2 separate regions of the Gossypium raimondii genome follow, and region 1 is linked to region 2. The links are chromatin contacts, called in public Hi-C maps. All regions are on one chromosome and are shown on one strand. The core of a region is the stretch at or near the end of the contact, and the rest is flanking DNA. Distances in the headings are between cores, read along the strand shown. Region 1 holds the start of LOC105763524 (calmodulin-binding transcription activator 3). Region 2 holds the start of LOC105762053.

The links. Hi-C and Micro-C count contacts between places; a contact is called where the count stands out from the background.
Region 1: a Hi-C map of leaf shows a contact between it and region 2, with 2.6 times the contacts expected there. The contact joins the promoter of LOC105763524 here to the promoter of LOC105762053 in region 2. A contact is called at or near these places in 2 of 2 Hi-C or Micro-C datasets (both in leaf).

The regions. Positions count from the first base shown.
Region 1 is chr12:21,366,823-21,372,772 of ASM2569854v1, reverse strand. It overlaps LOC105763524 (calmodulin-binding transcription activator 3), which reads left to right and starts at 3,234. Exons shown (of 13, transcript XM_052624808.1): 1 at 3,234-3,346; 2 at 4,213-4,332; 3 at 5,186-5,301; 4 at 5,423-5,511. The coding sequence starts at 4,323.
Region 2 is chr12:21,147,225-21,153,426 of ASM2569854v1, reverse strand. LOC105762053 reads right to left here and starts at 3,181. Exons shown (of 1, transcript XM_012579973.1): 1 at 2,255-3,181. The coding sequence starts at 3,181. The coding sequence ends at 2,255.

The DNA of each region.
Region 1 (5,950 bases), core at 1,985-4,484, 220 kb before region 2:
CTAATTGGACCCTTTGGAGGAAACTGACTAACCCTCTGATTTTGTGCCGGAGTTGCATCTGTTTACTTGGCGAGGAGCATTCTTTCCCAACATTCGCCTGAATGGCGCTTATCTTAGTATCTACAAATCAAAACCCTAGTTGATCCAACAATTCCTCCAGTAATAACCACTACAATATTTCGTTGGGGTCTAGCTTCTCTAGCCCACTTTAAAGATCGTGGATTTGGATCAGTATAACCAGGCTCTCTCTTATTTTGAATTTTATTCTTTTCCTCTCCCTTGCACTTCAAGCGTTTACGCTCTTCCTCCATCTTAGTCCTCTCAATCATAATCTTGAAAACCTTTTCAAAAACTCCTAGCATCGTTTAGGACACTACATCATCCCCAACCTCCTGGTTTCCGCCTTCATAAGTAGGCACAATTACGGTCTCATTTATTTCAAGGTTAGGCACAATTCCTTGAGGAAAAATAACTTAACCTAGGTAGCTCAACGTTGAGCCCCGCAGTTGTTCATTCATCGGTTGTTCATTACATATCCTACAATCTTAAGTTTGATCTAAAATTTCAAAAAAATAATCACTGGCTACCTTTAGTCAGTTTTCAGTTTCCTATATTACACTTTCAAAGATAATATAAATACTAGATATTTTGGTTCTATGCCTACAATAATAAACATTTAGTGTTTTACCTATAATTTAACAATAGATTTTCTATGGCAACCGACATCGAAGTCTCGGACCTACTTTTCTTTGTATAATATCATTTTCAAGATTTTTCGTGGCTTGTATTTCCCATAATACTGTAAGAGTATGCCCAAAGATCAATCATGAGATGGTTGTAATAACATACTTGATATATCATGTTTATTAATATAAGGCGTTACCATTATTATTTCAGTTTCTTTTCTGTGTGTATAAATAAACTATTTTTATAATAATGTCATGAGAATAATATGAATATTCTGAAAAGGTCCTTAGTCAAATATTATTGTTGGCTAGGACAATAATAATGCATTAAGGCTAATATGTAGTTGATTGATGATAAAGAGTGTCAAAATCAATGCATGAATATGTGTGTTAGAGAACAACATATTGGACTGACCTGCTATGGGTATGTTTCTTGGATTATTATGTAATTGTCACAACATTACTCACAGTGATTAATATATGTATGATCCTTAGACTTGAGATCATCATTATCCCAACATCGTGAGTTGCATATTTTGATATAGTCAAACGTATACCATAATTGGTTGTTCTATAAAGGTTGATGTTGGATATACCACAATCTATGTAGAGGGATATGGTTGATCAATATAGGATAAGTCCCTCCTACATAATGGGAGTAATATCTTAGGCCACTTGATTAAGTGAGACTAGAAATGCATGGCCATGCTCAAATAAGTTGATATGAGATGTCATACTTATTTGTATATCATAGTCTACCAAGATATCAAGGAACATGGGATGGACTATGCAAGTGTGACTATTCCATGACTTGTGTCCATTCCAAAGATAAAAGGGCTTAAGGATTAATGCATGAAAGGTTAATCACAAAAGGTTATGTCGAATCATGACTTTTTGTAACTTAGATAGCAATAATGCATTGCTAGATGCCACTCATTGTTCATAACATTAGAATCGTTCTAATATTACTGCTAACGTTATAAGAACCTACAGGGTCACACCCTATGGTTGAAATGAACGGAATAAAACATAGTTGGTATTGTGTTTGGTTGTCACATGAATTAAATTAATTATAGAATTAATTTAATTGGGCAATCAAATATCGAACATATTATATGTACAAGAATGTTGTACACATAATGAGAACACAGTTCTATTAATATATATGAATTTGGTTCGTATATAAATTTAAATAAATATAGTTTACTGAAATCTTTGTTATAATTAATGTAGTTATAATTTTCGGTTAAAAAATTATTGTATTATTTATTTTAATTATGATTATTATGTTCGGATAAAAAAATATATATACTAATTAAAAAAACCCTAAAAAAAAGATTACGTATTTTTACTTGTGAGGTCTAGCAGCCCTCAAGCAAAGTTTTCTCCAAAACAGTTTTGGAGATTTTCTTCTGTTCATTGTCAAACTGGGGGGATTACGTAGAGGTCGGAATCATAAAAGGTTGCAGCTTGGTTCGATAGTATATCAGAGTTCTCATTGCCGAGGCGTCACTGTCTACTCAGATTGAAATTACGGTAATTTCAAAACCATTATTTCACCCCGATCCATTCCTCGCACATGGATCCATGGGTTGATCAAAATTATTTTTTATTATTAATTTTGTCGCCATGGGGTACCCAAGATTCCAAAGAATACCCTTTTGTTTTCAATGAATGCATATAGATCCATTAAAACCTCAAGCTGAGTTTATGAACCTGGCTCTAATACCACTAAATGTAACCTCCCAAACCCCGCTTAAATGTTATGGCCAGATCGTGAAAGTCACATTGGACACCTAGTCGTCAAACTTACTCTGTTGATAGTTGAAAACCTCCAAAACACTAACTTTTAATAAAATCGCGGTTGCCTTTGTTAATTTTGGGAAAACGTTCATCTAATTAAACCATCCTTTATTAAGTCAAGTTAGCAAAATTGGCGTGGTTTTTAGAAAAAATTCATTGCACGACATTGCCTTTAAAGAAAAACATTTTTGTTTATCTGGCTTATAGCGGAAAAACGAATAAAGTCCCCGATTATTAATTTAGCCAAGTGACATGCTCAATCCAATTTCAGCATATAATTAATATTCAATCCCAAGTATGAAAACCTCAAAACGAAAAGTTACCAAGCCAATTTTTATCTCTGGATTGATATTCCAGTCAGTTTCTTGTCCAATGGATCTGTTCGGTTTTTAAAAACACTAATTTTGATTAATAAAAGAACTTTTTAAATTTGGCCAGGTTCAACAAGCATGCAGTAAAATTTGAAAATATAATTAATGGCTAGTGTCTTGATTTCGAGCGAGTGAATTTTGAATAGTATTTTATTTTCGGTATAAATATTGTTAGTATTTGACAAATATTAAAAGGAAGAAGAAAGAAAATGGAAAAGAAAAGAAAAAAATAAATAAAGAGAAAAATAATGTAGAAGAAAAAAAATTTAAAAATATATTTTAAACTTCCAATGATGATATTTAATGGGTAAATTATAAATTAGTGTAAAATAGATAAAAGATAGTTTATGTACCCTTGTCACCAAAAGAAAAGTTTAGTTAAGTTGGGGAAAATGATAAAAGAGAATGGCAGAGGCAGATTGTTTCAATAAGTAAGAAGGGTGGTCAAAAAGTGGAGCGAAGAAAGTCTACGACGTTGAATCCTGGGTGATAGTGATAATCCTTCTTCCATCCATTTCCTCGGCGATTTCCTCTCTCTTTCTCTTGTAAATATGTATATATAAATTTTCTGTATTTGAAAATTCTTCTTTACAAACAAGATTAAAACTTACATAGCAAGGGCGCGTTACCTTCGGTCACCCACTTTCTCTTTTCTCGATAAACCGCGTTCTTTTTTTGTTTTGTTTTGGGCTTTTAACAGATCCTAAAATGAGTATAACTTCTGTACTTGGAAAGGAGCTTTTTCTCAAGGGTTTTATATTTTGAGGTAAGAGAGAGAGAGAGTTGAACAGAGAAAAAGAAGAAAGAAAGCCAAGATTATGGCAGAGTCTAGGCGCTATGTCCTTACTAATCAACTCGGTACCTATATAATTGGCTCTTCAATATTCTTTTCATTCCCCCCCCCCCACCGGTCCCCCTAGTTTTTTACATCATCTTTTATTTGGGTTTCTAGTGAATGTTGAAATTTGCTTGTTTTAACTCCCTTTTTTTAATGGTTTAGTTTACTAAAATGTAGTGCTCTTGCTTATACTTTAGTTTCTGTGGTGGGTTTTAAATTAATTTGTTCGAGACTATGGCTTCTCATTCGGGTTCTTTTATGCGGAAGAAGAGAAATGGTTAAGCAGAGGGGGTATTAATTTTGTTGAAAAGAGAGAGACTTAGGGTCAGAATTAAAAGGCAAATGAAGCTGTTTTGACTTTCTTCTTCTTTGGTACACAAAACTGTGTATTAATCAAGAATCTTTTTTATTACGAAGTTAATGTGAGGGTTTGAGTAATTTGGTGGTTTTTTACTTTTTGATATTAAGTTATGTACATAGATTTGAGCGAACTCTCTCATCTTGTTTGGTGCAGATATTGATCAAATACTCCTGGAAGCGCAGCACAGGTGGTTAAGACCAGCTGAAATATGTGAAATTCTTAGAAATTATAAGAAATTCCACATTTCTTCCGAACCAGCACATATGCCACCAAGTATGATCTTTTAATTGCATTGTAATGGTTCATGCTGTTAGATGATGATAGGTTGATAATTATCTTGACATCATGAAAATATTGCTCTTTTGATTCTGAAGTTCTATTTCTCCTGCCATTTAGGATAATATTATCATTTGCTTCTTTGAATATCTGCTCAATATCTTTCCCTTGTGGGATTGCAGCTTTCTTTTCTCAAATATTCCACGTCAATGTGCTGTCTTTCAATTCTTTTAATCCTTTTCCTAGGTAATGGAATTGTATTTGGATTGTGCTTCAGATAGAAAATCATTTATGATGTAAATACTATAGTTAAAATGTTCTCAAACAAACCATGTTACTATATTGTTTCTTATTTTCTCATAATGCCATTCTTCTCTCTCTCTGTTTTTTTTTGTGTGTGTGTGTGTGTGTGTGTGTTCAGTCCTCTGATTCCATGGCGGGTCAAATTACATCATTAACTTGACATCTAAATTTAAATATCTTACTTTTTCCTAAAATCTGCTGATATCTTATTTTTCTATTATTCTGGGTTATTAATTTAGCCCCTTGGTTGATGGATAACTTGCTGATTATTGATTACAAAATCACACAGTCCAGTGCTTGTCTTGGTGCATTTTTTAGAGTACTTATTTTGGGTTAGATTCATCCTCTACAATAATGAGCAGAACAAGTTTGCTACTAGTAATTAATGGTTGTTTTGATACTTAAAATATGCTAACATCCTGAATTCAGTTAGTGGCTGTTTTGATATTTAAAATATGCTAACATCCCAAATTGGATTGAATGTCGTTTTGATATTTAAACTATGCTAACATCCCAAATTTAATTATCCAACTGTTTCTGTTTTCAGGTGGTTCACTTTTTCTTTTTGATCGAAAGGTACTGAGATACTTTAGAAAGGATGGACATAACTGGAGGAAGAAAAAGGATGGGAAGACAGTGAAGGAAGCTCATGAGAGACTCAAGGTAAGAGTCAGTGTCATCTTGTTGTCTATGTTGAATTCTTTTGTGGTAAGAAAGAACACATTTTGTATGAAGTTTTCTTTGCTTCAAGTGAAAACCATTGGACAGATGTTGATATTTTCAGGCAGGAAGCATTGATGTTCTGCATTGCTACTATGCTCATGGAGAAGAAAATGAAAATTTTCAAAGACGCAGTTATTGGATGCTTGAAGAGTGAGTCTTTATATGTTTATGGGCCATGTGGCGGTCATTGTTTTGACATTATTGTGTGTGCATTACATTTTCTATTTCAATAATTAAATTTTGCTTTAGTTATACTTGGTTTATTTCACTCAATGAAATAATAGTTAGATGTGATTTACAAAAAAATTCTTCCTCTACTTTGGAGTTGATAGTCTAAACTTAGGTGATGGAGACACTGAGAGTTGAAGGCAATTATATTTTTTCTTGTTCCTGAAAATTACACACTCGTCCTTTAATTTTTCTATTACTAAAATTTGAGCCTAGAATTTATTTTCTTTCATGTCAGTTAAACCGATACACCAAGACAGTTTAGACTGTATCGAAAATTTTCTTTTGCTTACGCCTGTACTGAACTCGGTTTTATCCTCTTCTTTTCCATGATAGGATGCTTCTATATTACATGCATTAT
Region 2 (6,202 bases), core at 1,932-4,431:
ACCATATACGGTAATCGTCAGGACCATTATAAAGAATGGGGATTTTGTAGATTTGGTCCCCCATGTAATCACCGTAGATCTCCATAACTCTCTGCTCCATCCAACCATCATTAGTTTCATCAATAAGCTCACAAACCTTAGTCCCGGGCACCTCCTTTCTGTTCAGACGAATAGAGTCACCAGAGAGCCCTTTAACACCCCAGTTCTCCTGACGTATATTTATCCTTCTGCCGTTGCCCACATTCCACCCGAAACCCTCGTACAGTAAACTAGCGACCTTGGCAATACGCTTCCACATAAAAGATGGCTTGTCAACTCTCTTGGGGCAAAATACATTACCATCCGGGAAATATTTCACACTCAAAACTCTGAAACATAATGTATCTTTGCAACTAGACAGCTTCCACACTTGTCTACCTAATAAAGCCACATTGAACCGCCTAAGATCCCTGAAACCTAGGCCCCTATACCTTTCGAGAAGCAAACCCGATCCTAAGACAGACAATACCACCCTCTAGACTTTTCCCCGCCACCCCACCACATGTGGCTTATCATAGTTTGGATCTTCTTAAGGATGCCCTCGGGAACAAAGAACACCGAAAAAGCATAAGTAGGAATCGACTGTAGGACAGACTTGATAAAGACCTCTTTGCCACCGTACGATAGTAACCTCTTTAACCAGCTATTTATTCTGTTGGCCATTCGATCTAAGATACCCTGAAAAGCCGTTGACTTCTTTTTGCTAATCAGAATGGGTAGCCCCAGATACGCGTCCAGGTTATTCACCACCTTCACCTTAAGCATACTACTTAAACTTAAGCGTTTTTGGACCGGGGGTACTGGGACTGAAATAAATCATCGACTTCTCCATGTTAATATTTTGGCCAGACATCCTTTTGCTAATCAGAATGGGCAGCCCCAGATACGCATCCAGGTTATTCACCACCTTCACCTTAAGCATACTACTTAAACTTAAGCGTTGAGGACCGGGGGTACTGGGACTGAAATAAATCATTGACTTCTCCATGTTAATATTTTGGCCAGACATTTTTTCAAAAGACTCAATGATCTTAGTGATAGCCTCCACCTCGCTCTGTTTATTCCTGACAAACAATAAAGCATCATCAGCAAGGTGGTTGATTCTCGGGCCGTCCTTGCTAACCCGGATACCCTTAATCTTATTTGTCTCTTGGGCATGGAGCAACATGCGAGACAAGGCTTCCATACAGAAAAGAAATAAGTACAGGGATAAAGGGTCCCCTTGCCGGAGTCCTCTTTCCGGAAAAATGATATTAGAAATATTGGAATTGCATTTAACTCTGTAACGAACAGAGCACACACACTCCATGATTTTGTTAACCTATACATTAGAAAAACCCATTTTAATCAACACTCTCTGCAGGAAACTCCAATCCACACGGTCGTAGGCTTTGCTCATATCGAGCTTGACCACACATCCCTTGTTAAGACCATTCTTGGAGCTACCGAGATAGTGCATGAGCTCATGAGCCACAAAGATGTTGTCATGGATCATTCTGTTGGGGACAAAGGCACTTTGATTCTGGCTGATGCACAGGGGCAGAACCTCTTTAAGCCTATTAGCGAGAGCCTTTGAAACAATCTTGTATATAACCCTGCACAGACTAATAGGCCGAAAGTTAGCCATAACACATGGATTTTTTATTTTAGGGATCAACACAATTAGCGTTTCATTTATACACTCAATGCTTCTGTGGCCATGAAGAATATCTTGGCACAGACGCAGAACCTCCTCGCCCACCGTAGTCCAATGCTCTTTGTAAAAACTCCCCAACAGCCCACCAATCCCAGGAACCTTACGGGGGTCCATCTGATTGAAAGCCCTCAAAATTTCCTCTTTTGAGAACTCCTCTGTCAGCCTCCTATTCATGTCATCGTTAATGCACTCGGGAATAACATGCACGTCACTCTCATCCAACGAGTCAATAGATGTCTTAAACAACTCATTGAAATAATCCCACGCAATATGGCAGATCTCCTTATTTTCAATGTGCCAATTTCCATACGCATCTTTAATCCTATCAATGTTGTTTTTCTTACGGCGGCCCGAAGCCCGCACGTGAAAATAACGCGTATTTCTGTCCCCTTCCCTGAACCACTGCGATCTCAACCTAGTCCCCCAATACTTTTCTTCCGTATCATATAACTGGCCCAGCTTGCACCGGGTTTCCTTAAGCAAGTTTGTAGATCTCTCGTTAATGTGCCCATCCATGAGTCAACCGATATCCTTCTCCAGGCTTTTAATTTTCTGCTTCATCCTTTTATAACGTTGATATTGCCAAGGTCCCAACCTCTCCCGGATCAGATCCATTTTTTCCAGCAAGTTTGTCTCCTCGTTGGACCAAATGTTAGAAATAATATCCCTAGCCTCCCGCTCCTTAGCCCAACAACGGTCATACCTAAAACAAACCCTCGGGTCGTTACCCTTCACTTTTGGCCTACTTCCGTGCAAGCCCATTAAGATGGCTTCATGGTCGGATTTGGATTGGCGCACAACATAGGATGCAAGTAACGGCATTCTCTCCATGATTACATTCGAAATAACAAATCTATCCAGCCTTTCTTTTACCAGTCTGTTTCCATCTCTATTATTTGTCCAAGTGAACCAGCCATTACCTGTTTTCACATCCGTCAAACATAACTCCTCCAAAATATCTCCAAACTCGTCCATCAAAGCCCTAGGTTTTCTACGACCCCCTTTTTTCTCCGAGTCATTCAAGATGGCATTAAAATCACCTCTCACGATCCAGCCTTCATTGACCGTGCTCTTAACTCTTCTCAGCATATCCCACGCCTGGTGTCTTAAACTTGGCTCCGATTGCCCATAAAAGCCAGTGAACCTAAATTTCTCCCCGTCCTCTATCCAGACCACCGAATCAATGTGACATCTTGAGTAATTCTGGATTGTGACTCTCACTCCTTCCCTCCACATCAGCACCATGCCCCCACTCTTTCTTTCTGAGCTTATAGCTAAGCACCCCTCCATCCTACACATGGCCCGAATGTGAGAAAACTCGTTAGAGTGGATTTTTGTTTCACACAAGAATACAATATCATGAGCATTCGCAACGAGAAGTTGCTTTAACTCACGAACTGTCGCGGGGTTTCCAACCCTCCGACAGTTCCAACTAAAGATTTTCATTGCTCTTGGCGGGGCTGGTCTCCAGCCACCGCCTTGAAAGGTGAAACGTTTTCTAACAGCCTCCTTTTAACCAACTTTGCCAGGCTTTCCTCCCCATTTTCTCCCTCCAAGCCCCTTTTCCTCCTTCGTTTACTCTTAAAACGTCCCAATCCGTCCCTCATAGCTTTATGGCTCTGTTTTTCCACAGAGGAAGTAGACATTGACTCCTCTTCCCCAAGCCTTTCCTTTCCTTTCTATCCCATCTACTCACTCTCCCCTCTCGAGTTCGACTGGCTCCCCTCTTTATCAGCATTCATTTGATCCTTTGATTTCATTAGTTCCACCCCATTCCTTCTAATATTTCTATCTTGGATTGGATTAACAAGCGGAGCCCTCATCCAACTACCATACTGTAGGTTTGACTCATTTAGTTCTGAAACCTCCTTATTATGCTTACATATCTTGCTCGAATGTCCTATCAACCCGTAAACATAGCAAAAATTCGGAAGCCTTTCATACTTTATCACCCCTATCACTTCCGTCCCTTCTCTATCCAACAATTTCACCACTCTTCTTAGAGGTTTTAAGACATTTATCTTGACTTTGATACTGACAAATTCAGTCCACCCTCTATTACGATCCCTCCAGTCGATTGCCACCAGTTCGCCCAAAGCATTTCCAACATCCAAAACCATCTAGCAATCCAACAGTTCTAATGGGATGTTATAGATCCTAAGCCAGAAAGGTGACCACCAAAACTTGTACGAGTCAAAGCCTTTTCCTTTCTCAAACGGTAGCATTGAGAATAAGCACCTATCAAACAGCAAAGGTGTGAGGTTTAAGATGCGGCTACGGTCCTCCTGACACCTGAACTTTACAATCACCACCCCTTCCTTTAACGCGAAAAAATCCACTTCTTCTTTGGTGTACCACAGCAACTTGAAAACCCTATACATAGCCTCCGTATTCGGAGTCTCTGTCGCTATTATCTTGCCAACTGCCCTAGATTCAAAACCCCGCGCATTTTAAACATCATTTTTACTAATAACTTGTGTGGACTCCTCTTCTGAAAATTTTAACCTTTCCAAGAGGTCATTTATCTCCTCCGTCATTGATTTGACGTCAAAGTCCGATCTTTCTATCAAAAGATGACCTCAAGAATCTTCCAAGACAAAAACTCAAAGGAAAACGGGGGAAGATACACACCAAAACCCAAAAACCCTCAACACAGGGTGAGAAATCAAAAAACACCACACCGCAAGCAACGTCAGGCCCCAAGAAAACTCCAGGGAACGAGAAAAATAGAAAGAAACAAACCTGAGGAGCAAGATTACAAGTCTAACTCACGTAGCGGGAAACAGGATGAAAGATCAGGGAACTGAAGAAAAAATTTCCAAACAAAAATACAGAAAAACACAAAAACAAGAGTAACAAAAGACGAAAACAAAGTTTGCGTGCAAGAAAGCAAGCAACCAATCGAAAAGAAAGAGAAAAAACTAAAAAAACTAAAAAAAACAACAACTCAAAGCAGCGTAAAAAAGACGTATTGAAAGGAAAGAGAAAAAGAAAACAAAAAGAAAAAAGAAAACCACCGTGGGGGCCACAGAGGCCACCAAACCTATCTCACAAAAGCAACAAGAAAAACATGCAAAGCCATGCAAACAACAAAAAAACCACATGAAGGAAAGTCAGACTCCACCGGGTAAAAGAAGAAAGTTCAAAAAAGGTGAAAGAAACAACCGAACACCGCAGGTACCGACTGACGAGCCCTGCACATAAACGTCTTTTCCAGCAATCACAACACCGTCTGACACCGAACGCAATCGAGGTAGGCTAACCATTGAGAGAACAGGAATCAAGGAAACAAAGAAACTACAGCAAAATGAAAACACACAATCTAGCCCTCAAAACTGCCATAATATTCATAGCGAATAAGGCAAACACACAAACGCTACCAGGCGACATTCTTTTTTTTTGAACAAAAGCGACCCAAAAGGTCAAAACTCAATTAATAGCATCATTAATAATAATGTTATGGATATTCAACGGATACTCCATATCGAAATACAAATCATTTTTATTCCTAATAGCTAATTTACACAAAGAATCTGCTGCGTAGTTGCTATTATGATTAATCCAAGTTACTTAGACCGATTCAAATTTGCTAAATGCGTCACATTCTTTTTTAACGCACTGGCCAAAAATAGAAATATCTATCCTTCTTTTTTTGACCGCGTTGACCAGCGTTGCACTGTCTGACTCCACAATTAATCTGCCAACCTTTAACCGTTTAGCCAGCTTTAGACCTTCTTTAAACGCATCCAACTCTGCCCATATAACATCCATAGCCTTTTCCTTGAAATTATAGCAGCCCCCTATCACAAATCCATCGTGATCTCTCGCGACCGGTCCCACTCCTCTGTACCTATTTAAAACAGTAGCATCCACATTAACTTTAATACTACCAACAGGGGTTTTTTCCAATTCTTATTCACCGGATTATTTGAAAAGACCGCAGGCTCAGTAAGATTGAAAATTCTGAAATCTTTGCTTAACATTTGCGCCCTTTCCCAAATCATTTTCGCAGCATCCATCTTCTCTTTAAACACCATATTATTCCTGTCATTCCAACTGTTCCAAAGCAGAGTTACAAAATCAGCAGTAGCTTTTTTGTCAAGCTCCCGAAAAACATCCTCAAGCCAGTCGATACAATTATTGTAGTTCTTGTCGAGCAGACTGTTATTTAAACCCCCAGCAACAAGGATTTCACGCGCCTTAGGACAGTCTTTCATGGCATGAATCAGAGTTTCTTCACTTTTATTGCACCTCGGGCAAGTATTATTAAAACCCTGATGAATGCGAGCAATATTGTCAAACGTTAGTAAAATATTATGACTAATTCTCCAGCTGAAGATTTTGATCTTTGGGATCATTTTGAGTTTCCAAATAGCGCGCCACAAAAATCGATGGGGGCCAAATCCAACTTTCTTAAGAATCATCCATGAGTATGCCGACTTGGTTGTGTTGACATTCATGTGTCTG